Linked DNA regions of Gossypium hirsutum: region 1 is linked to region 2. Evidence: chromatin contacts called from public Hi-C data. All regions are on one chromosome and are shown on one strand. Each heading gives the region's core, a stretch centred on a gene start, on an enhancer-like site or on the middle of the called end of the contact. The rest is flanking DNA. Distances are from core to core; before and after follow the strand shown. Region 1 holds the start of LOC107893857 (E3 ubiquitin-protein ligase PRT6). Region 2 holds the start of LOC107946986.

Region 1 (4,244 bases), core at 861-3,360, 450 kb after region 2:
TACACGGTTAGTGGTATCATACAAACTTCCCCACTTAGCAGCCTGCAAAAGAACAAAACAAAAAGACTTACATAGACTGTAAAACTTCTAACGCATTACTAGTAAAATAAATTTTTCAATAACTGCTTTCAGGAGTTATTGTTTTCATTCCTATAACCAAATGGACATACAATGTGAGCAAATCTCAGGCTCTATTCTCTTTTCAATGCCCAAATCATTTGTCCTCAAGTAATTTTGGCCTAGTACACAAAAGGAATCAAGAATAATAGAAATTACCAGCAAACGACCATCTTCTCGAGCGCAAGAAAGAAAAATGTTTTCCAAGCATTTCAGTAGCATGTCCAATAGGTTCATCTCCTTCACAAGACGAGGAGTTAGTGTTGGCACTGTGAATATTTGTACAGAGAAAGTTGAGATCAGTGGGTATTTCTTATTGAAAATGCTGTCACTTCCCTCTTTTATGGCTTCATGTATAACAGTTGGGTAGTAACCTAAAAATGCTTTAGAAAATTCATTTTTGAAGATAGGCTCTGCCAGCAATTTCAGCAGCAGTTCATGGAGCTTCTTCACGACACCATCACCAAAGAACCTCTCTGCTCTAACCAGAATATTCAATAAACCATCTAGAGAAATTACACTCCTAGCTACAAAACTAAGCAAACTGTCACTACACTTGCAAAATTCTATAAGCATCTCAACAACCACATAAGTAAGCTCATTTGCAGCCTTCCTCTGCTTGGCACCACAGTCAGTTGCTCTCATATTCTCCTGAAATATACATTCTGCTGCCAATAGCTTGTTTTTCCAACAAATAAAGAGTGCATCAAGCACTGGACCAACAGAGTTTGCTAAGTTATCATCGAGTGGTCGAATCTGTTCAGAACCTTTATGCTTCGTGCAGAACCCCTCCTGTTTCCATGCCGTTTCATCCCCACAATCACAGCAACCGCCACCGGTATAGATAATCGTATAGTCATGATCCTTGTGATTCCCATTCTGGAAACAGGGAACACAAATAGCACAAGTTGGATCATGCTCACATGTCCGGCAGCTATATGCAATGTCATTTGATCCCCAAACTGCACCACAAACACCGCGTTGTTCAACACTCGAGTCCTCTAGGTTTTTCAAAGTGTTTGTCGGTTCACCCTGAAACATCAGCCACTGCAACCAAACCATACTCTCACGAAATTGATTTTTCATACTTAGGCACATCCATTTCTTAGACCTTAAACTAGCATCTTGTATTGACTCAGCCACATCTTCATCTGTAGGTAAGAGTGCGGAAACTATCTGTGGCAACAATAATCCATTACCATTAACAAAATCAATTATCCCCTCATAACGCTTCTCAAGGTACTCCATTGGAATCCCTAAAGCAGCTAACCTCTGATTACAAAATCAATAGTTCTTTTCAGCAATTCAATCCAATATTAACAAATCCACAAGGTATAATTAGAAAAAAAAAACAAAGAATAATAAAATAAAATAAAACTTCAACATTTTCACATTTTCACCTAATTGAATAATCAGAGGGAAAAAAAAAGAACAATGAACATACCCGTACGACTCGATCACGGGGCCTAATCGGGGAAGAATCGGCAGGCGATTCCATTTTATTACGGAAAATCAAATGCCAGTAACGAAGCAGCCAATCAGCGCAATACAAGCACGGCCGTAATCTGGAGCCTTCTTCACTCCCCAGGTTTACTTCTTCAATGGAATTTCTTTTATCAAATTTGAAATTACCCAAAGGAAATTATCAAGTCCTGAATTGCAGAAAATTCCCAGTCAGTCGTTCACTTTGGGCATAGCATTGATGCGAACAGACCCATCGGTATTCCTCATATTTATACATAAAATATATTAATTCAGTATTTATGTAAATAATAATATCTCACTCTTGGCTTAACTGGTCTTCCTTCAAGGCGGTGGTGCAAGATTGCCTGGAATAATCTGAGAGATAGCGTGTTCTTGCTGTCCTCTGTTTGGATAATAATTATAATAATAATCTCACTTCTAAAAGCTTCATTGTTGCTTAAAAACCTTTATTGATGTCTTCCGTAAGAAAGATTAACCTTTTTTTTCTTTTCCTCCTAGTGTTGGATTTTGGACTTGGGGGAGGGAAAAACCGATCCATCCATGTCTTATATGTGGGCTAAGAAACCCGGCCTTTAATGGCCTTTGTGACAATGGATTGCCTGCCTCTCTTCGGCTTTGCTGGGTTTAGAATATTCCACCCATTTAGACTTGGAGTAATTGCAAGAAAAGTCACATAATTGTACACTTGGTTATGTTTTTAGCACCCAACTATTATTCTTTTCAATTTAATCACAATTTTTTTTAAATTAAATATTTTAACCACTCTTCCATTAATTTCGTTAACTCAGTAATTGAAGTCTAACATGGGCTTTAATTATTGGCCTAATAACAAATTCAATCTTTCAATTTATTTTTCAGTATATAAATATACATTTCATATGAATCTATATTACTTTAAAGTAATTCTAATTCACAGTTTACAAAACATTTTAAACATTTCTAGTATTTAGCATCTATTTTTTTTATGAAAAATCGGTCACTTTATTGGAAAACCAAATAGCCAAACATAGGGCAAACGTTGAAGAAGAAGCCCCAAAGGACAGACGCCCTGTAAAAATTAAGGGAGGTCTACGAGGCGACGATCTTCATTAGCAGCAGAACAACTGAATCAAGAGCTTCCTCCACCCAAAACTGATCCTCGCCTCTCCGTAACCTATCACGAGCCATTGCATGCGTGACCCTATTCCCATATCTACCCACAAACTAAAAGTGACAAGTATAGAGTGCTTTTGAAAGCTCCTTGGCTTCCCAGGTTAATGCACTAATCTCCAATAGATCCTCTACCGTATCAACTAATTTCTCAATGGTAACTTTAAAATCCCCTTCTAAACTATTGAATGGAAACCTATCTCATAAGCAAATCGAAGACCGTGAACAACTACCAGTGCTTCAGCAGCAAACGCCGACCACACAGAACATGTAAATTGGTTGCATGCTCTTAAAATTTGGCCCAATTCATCCTAAATAATAACTTCTGAACATGATTTCCTTTGTGCAAAGACAAAACTCACATCCGCATTTACCTTAACCATGTTAGAAAGTGAAAGAGACCATTTAACGAGAGCACTCAAGTTCGAACGAAGAGAAATAGTAGTCAAAGCTGCTAGTTCTACACAGTAACCGCGAATGAAGACCACTAATTCCCCCACTCCCTAATGTGTACCCTCATACACTAACTTATTATTGGTATACCAAAGAGTCTATAATACAATTGCTAGTTCCACACAGTAACTGCGAATGAAGACCGCCAATTTTCCCACTCCCTAGTGTGTACCCTCATACACTAACTAATTATGGGTGTACCAAAGAGTCCATAATGTAACAGCACACGCCCGTGTGCTTAGGCCATGTGGCGAATTAAATTCTCAAAATTAAGTGCAGACTTCACACAGCTTGGGTACACGCCTATGTCTAAGGCCGTGTCCTCCACACGACTGAGACACACGGCCGTGTCTCTGCCAGTGTGTTTACTACTGGGCATTCTATTTTGCATTAATTAGGGTGCAGGAGACACACGGCCGGATCACACGCCCATGGGGTAGATCGTGTGTCTCACACGGCCTAGAAACATGTCCATGTGGACAATTTCTAGGCTATTTTCCAAGCCATTTGCCACCCTTGAACACTCACCCACCTACACTACCTTCATGGCATGCAACATGACACCTTGAGTTAGTCAAGCATTCACATACATGGTTAATTTATAACTTGGTAGTGTCAACATATCACATACTTAAACCATTAGGCTTTCATATGGCAGTTCACACCAATTTCCTATCTATTCATCATTATACCACATTTATTATCATACATATTAATCACAAACAATCACAATAAGGACAAACACACTTACATGCATGCATAACTAATTAGGGTTACAACCCAAATAATCAATATGAGCCACCTCTCATGGCCATATACAAAATGAATCATAATACCATCATGAGCCAACACATTTGGCTAATCAATATGACACATAACAAAAAAACCAAGTCCCTATACATGCCATACTCAAAATATTGAGACTAGCTATACCCAATTATTCAATTGATAGTGTGATCGAAAACTCCGGCGTTCTCTGATCCCCAAACTAGCTTGGCGACACTATAAGAAAAGGAAAAAAAATGGGGTAAGCTTTAAAG
Region 2 (4,101 bases), core at 1,405-3,904:
TTCATCATTAATGCTAAATTGGCAAACAATCTAATCTTGTAAGGATTAATTCTTAGTTTGTTTATTTCTATCACTCTTTGAGAGGGTTTTATCTTAAGGTTGGGTAGAAACCTTAAGGGAGTTGTAAGGTTAAACTTTGTCATCAAAGGTTAGTCAAATTAGTGAATTTGGGAAAATCCTTAGTAGTGAAAAGCTAAGATAGTGGAGTAGGAAATTGGGGCAAAACCCACTCTAAATCATTATGTTCATTTGTTATATTTTTCTTTGAAACTTCCATAACTTTTTAAAAGCCAATTCACCCCTTTCTTGGCTATTTCAGATTGATTAATCGAGCTAACAAGGTACGTGAATATGAAAATGTGAAAAAAAAAAGATATCTCGATAAGTCATATGTTAGTATGAGAAAATATGGAACTCTGGTAATAAAAGTTGTCGACAACAGTTTTGTAATCAATATTATTGTTGAAATAATGTAAGAAAATGAGGATCTTGAATAAATTTGTTGAGAAATATAAACATGGGATAGATTGACCAAAATGAAAAGACATAATTCACCTAGTATTAAATTCAAGAAGTTTTTAAACCAGCAATCCAAATGTCTAAAGGTATAAAGCAAGTGAAGTACAAATGAGTAATTTTACAAAAACGAAATAAGAAATATGAAGTTTTTCACTAAGTCTTGCATTGATTAGGAAATATATTCTTTTGTGGTGATCCAATAACCTTTATATATTTTATTAGTTTGGCGGTTCATGGAAGATTTGACATGCAACTAATCATTGTTGTTATAGACTTTTATATGAATCACTATACAATGGAAATTTATATTAAAATCTTTGAAAAATTTAAAATGCTAAAAGTATACAAAAAATCTTGAGAGATTGTTCAGTACAATTATGTGAGTATATATATATGAATTGATTTGAATATATGTATTATTATAGAATGATCATGATTAAAATTTATTATTATTGTTGTTGAAACTCCTGAAGTGATCAAAATATATTTCTCCAAAAATTCTTCCTCACTCATGACTTTCAGAATAATGATAATATAAACGTTTATCAAATCTGTTCAAGTGATCATTTAAAAATCTAGTATTTAAGATTGAATACATAGAATATTAGATATTATGTGATGTTGTCATGAGAGAAAAAATACTTATTTACCGATGAACATTGAAAGAGAGTTATGAATATTTTATTATGAAGTATATATTTATCAAAATCAAGATAAATTTTTATTAAAAGTAAAATTTTGTATCATATATATTTTTTATATCTATAAAAATAAACTTTCAAAAAAATTATAAATATCCTATTTGATAAATAAAATAAATTCTTTTTTGCTCTTCTATTTTTTTTCTTTACCCACTTTATTATTTATTTCATAACGTAATTATCTTTTTATAAAAATTATTAAAGTAATTTATTATATTGGATTACAATGCCAGTGATAATATACAAATGAACATAAACACAAATAAAAAGAGAAGTGATCTCTCGCTCGAAATTCTTTGCTAAAAAAACACTAAAAACATGGGACTCTTGAGAATTGACACAACATCGTCTCCTTTGAACATGGTCCCCAGAGCCCTTTTTAACTTTCAATTGTTAAAGCTAGCAAAACATGCACTCATAGCTTAGATTGTCGTTAAACGTGTAAATAAGCGACACAATTACAAAAGAAACAAAGAGGGCGGTGCCACGTTTATGCAACGTGCCATCAACTCATGCAACCCCCTTGCCCATTACTGCTCTCACAATGCCACATACCGTCACGCTTCCCAACTAGTGTATCAATTCACACGACGTCGTTTCATGTCTTTGGGTTATTCAAATGATGATAATCTAGATTCAGAGCTCAAAAATCTAGTATAAAAATTTTCTATTGAGTACTCGAGAAAGTATTAAGCTTCTTCTGAATCCTTTGCCTTTTCTCTATTTCAGTTGCTCTCTGATCTCTGCCCTTTATGTATGCCTCAAAGAACTCTTTGTTTTCTTTTTCCAATTCATCCCAAACTGCAACCAAAATCATACACATCATACTCTAAAACTGAAGTCATAAAAGACCCTCAACCTTTTACATATAAAGAAAAAAATCACTCAGCTGAACCTGTTGAAGTTATGACTGGTTTAATGTTTGCATGCTTAGACAAAGCTTCCATGCACTCTTCTTTGCTCATGTTGAATATCAAACACTCTTCTATAAGATGCTGCACCTGCATATACATCAACTTATAAACCTATATATTTAAATATATAGATGATAATGACTATTTACTACCAACAACGATAACTTAAAAGGGAAAGTATACTACAACATAGAAATCTAGAAGATTTACTGTTACTTACCAAGTTGATATATGAAGCAGAAGAGTCACCCATTAATCAGACAAATTACTATATAAAAGTTCTAAATAAATCTCTTATTCTACTGCCTAGACTTGTAGGTAAAGCTCGAAGAGTTGGAAATATATAGAGAAAGAGAGATGGAGAAGAAACTAGCAGAAAGAAACAAAGGTGAAAAGCCAGCAGATAGAAAATGAAGCAAAGAAATAAAAAAAAAGAAAGTAGCTAGGAAGAGAGCTACCGAACAAGGAAGAATCAGCTTGAGAATAGAGATCAAAGAGAGGGCCAAAATTGTTCAATTTATAAAAGCATGCGGGTGAAAATTGGATATTATAATTAAATAATGCTAAAAATGTTAATTGCATCATAGATCCTTCAATTGTTGTTCAGATTTTAAATTTTTTTTAAAACATTTGAAAATTTTAATTAGGTCATCAAAGTATAAGTCTTCGAGTCAGCTGGCCTGTATGGTGTAACTAAAAAAATAGTTTCATTAAAACTTAACATATATTAAATTTAAGTTACATATTTTTAAAATTAAATTTTTGTGTTCTGATCGTGATATTCTTAACAGCTAGAATGACATACAGAATTGATATAATATTAACACTTTAAAAATTTAATTCAAACGTTTCGAAATTTGAGGACATACATAAAATGAAAACCATAGGTTAAGGACATCTAAAGAAATTAACTCATAAAGCTATGGGAAATATGTTGATATTATTTCTCATGTATTACTATTATCCATATATTTAAGTTTCTAATTTAACTCATTTCATGGTGAATTGAATATAAAAATATTTTTATTTTTATATAAAACTCTATAAAATTAATAAAAACCATAAATATTTGAAATTTTTCATAAGATTTTTTTTCAGGAGCTTTTAATATATTTATTGTATTAATTTTTTCACTTGACTCTGGTATTTATAATATTTATTTTATATTATATGCTCATATCTTATCTAAAATTATATATTACATAAAGAAATGTGAATGAAGTCTTTTTTATATTTTAGGAAAAATGTGAAAGAAGTCATAGGTTGTAGGTGGGGTCTAAAGCGCACGTGGTACGATGTCTGTGATTGGTGGAGAGGAGATTAGAGGAGATTCTATAGCAGTCACCGTTCTTATCATACGTGGCCATTATGCTACCCTCCACGTGACATGTGGGACCCGCTCATGCCGGAGACTAAGAAAACATGGGTGCACGCTCGTTCCACACTCTGGTCTGGACGTGGCAGGGTCCCACACTAAGATGGAAACGACCCCCTAAAACTGCCGTTTTAATCCCACATGTCTTAATCAATGCTGTGTTTGAATTGAAAATGGACGGTTCAATTGGTGATAATATCGAAAATAAAACAAACGGCTATGAACAGATAAAAATTTAAAAACTAAAATAAAATAATCCGCTATTCGACTTGTCATGAAATGTTATAAATTATTATTTGTTTTATAATTTTTATAATTTTTAGTTAAATTAATAATCAGTAGTTATTTTTTAATGGAGCTAGAAATAATAGTTTCGGAGTCATGAGTGAATTCGTAAATTTATATTTATAAGTCAAAAATAGTATTTTAATAATTTTTTATAATGATAATTTATGTTATTTGAACGAATAATTAGGTTCAAGTGATAAATCCTTAAAGTCAAGTGGTTTTAGAAAAGAAAGTATCAAGACCTCATTTTTATAAACTAAGCCCGTAAATATTTTATTAAATATTTATGGAGTGTTATTAGGGT

What was found. Hi-C and Micro-C count contacts between places; a contact is called where the count stands out from the background.
Region 1: a contact with region 2 is called in a Hi-C map of leaf, with 4 times the contacts expected there. The contact joins the promoter of LOC107893857 here to the promoter of LOC107946986 in region 2. A contact is called at or near these places in 2 of 34 Hi-C or Micro-C datasets (both in leaf).

Annotation. Positions count from the first base shown.
Region 1 is chrA13:64,923,986-64,928,229 of Gossypium_hirsutum_v2.1, forward strand. It overlaps LOC107893857 (E3 ubiquitin-protein ligase PRT6), which reads right to left and starts at 2,111. Exons shown (of 18, transcript XM_016818984.2): 1 at 1,902-2,111; 2 at 1,562-1,769; 3 at 277-1,389; 4 at 1-42. The coding sequence starts at 1,615.
Region 2 is chrA13:64,472,947-64,477,047 of Gossypium_hirsutum_v2.1, forward strand. It overlaps LOC107946986, which reads right to left and starts at 2,655. Exons shown (of 3, transcript XM_016881506.2): 1 at 2,355-2,655; 2 at 2,116-2,221; 3 at 1,484-2,021. The coding sequence starts at 2,387. The coding sequence ends at 1,888.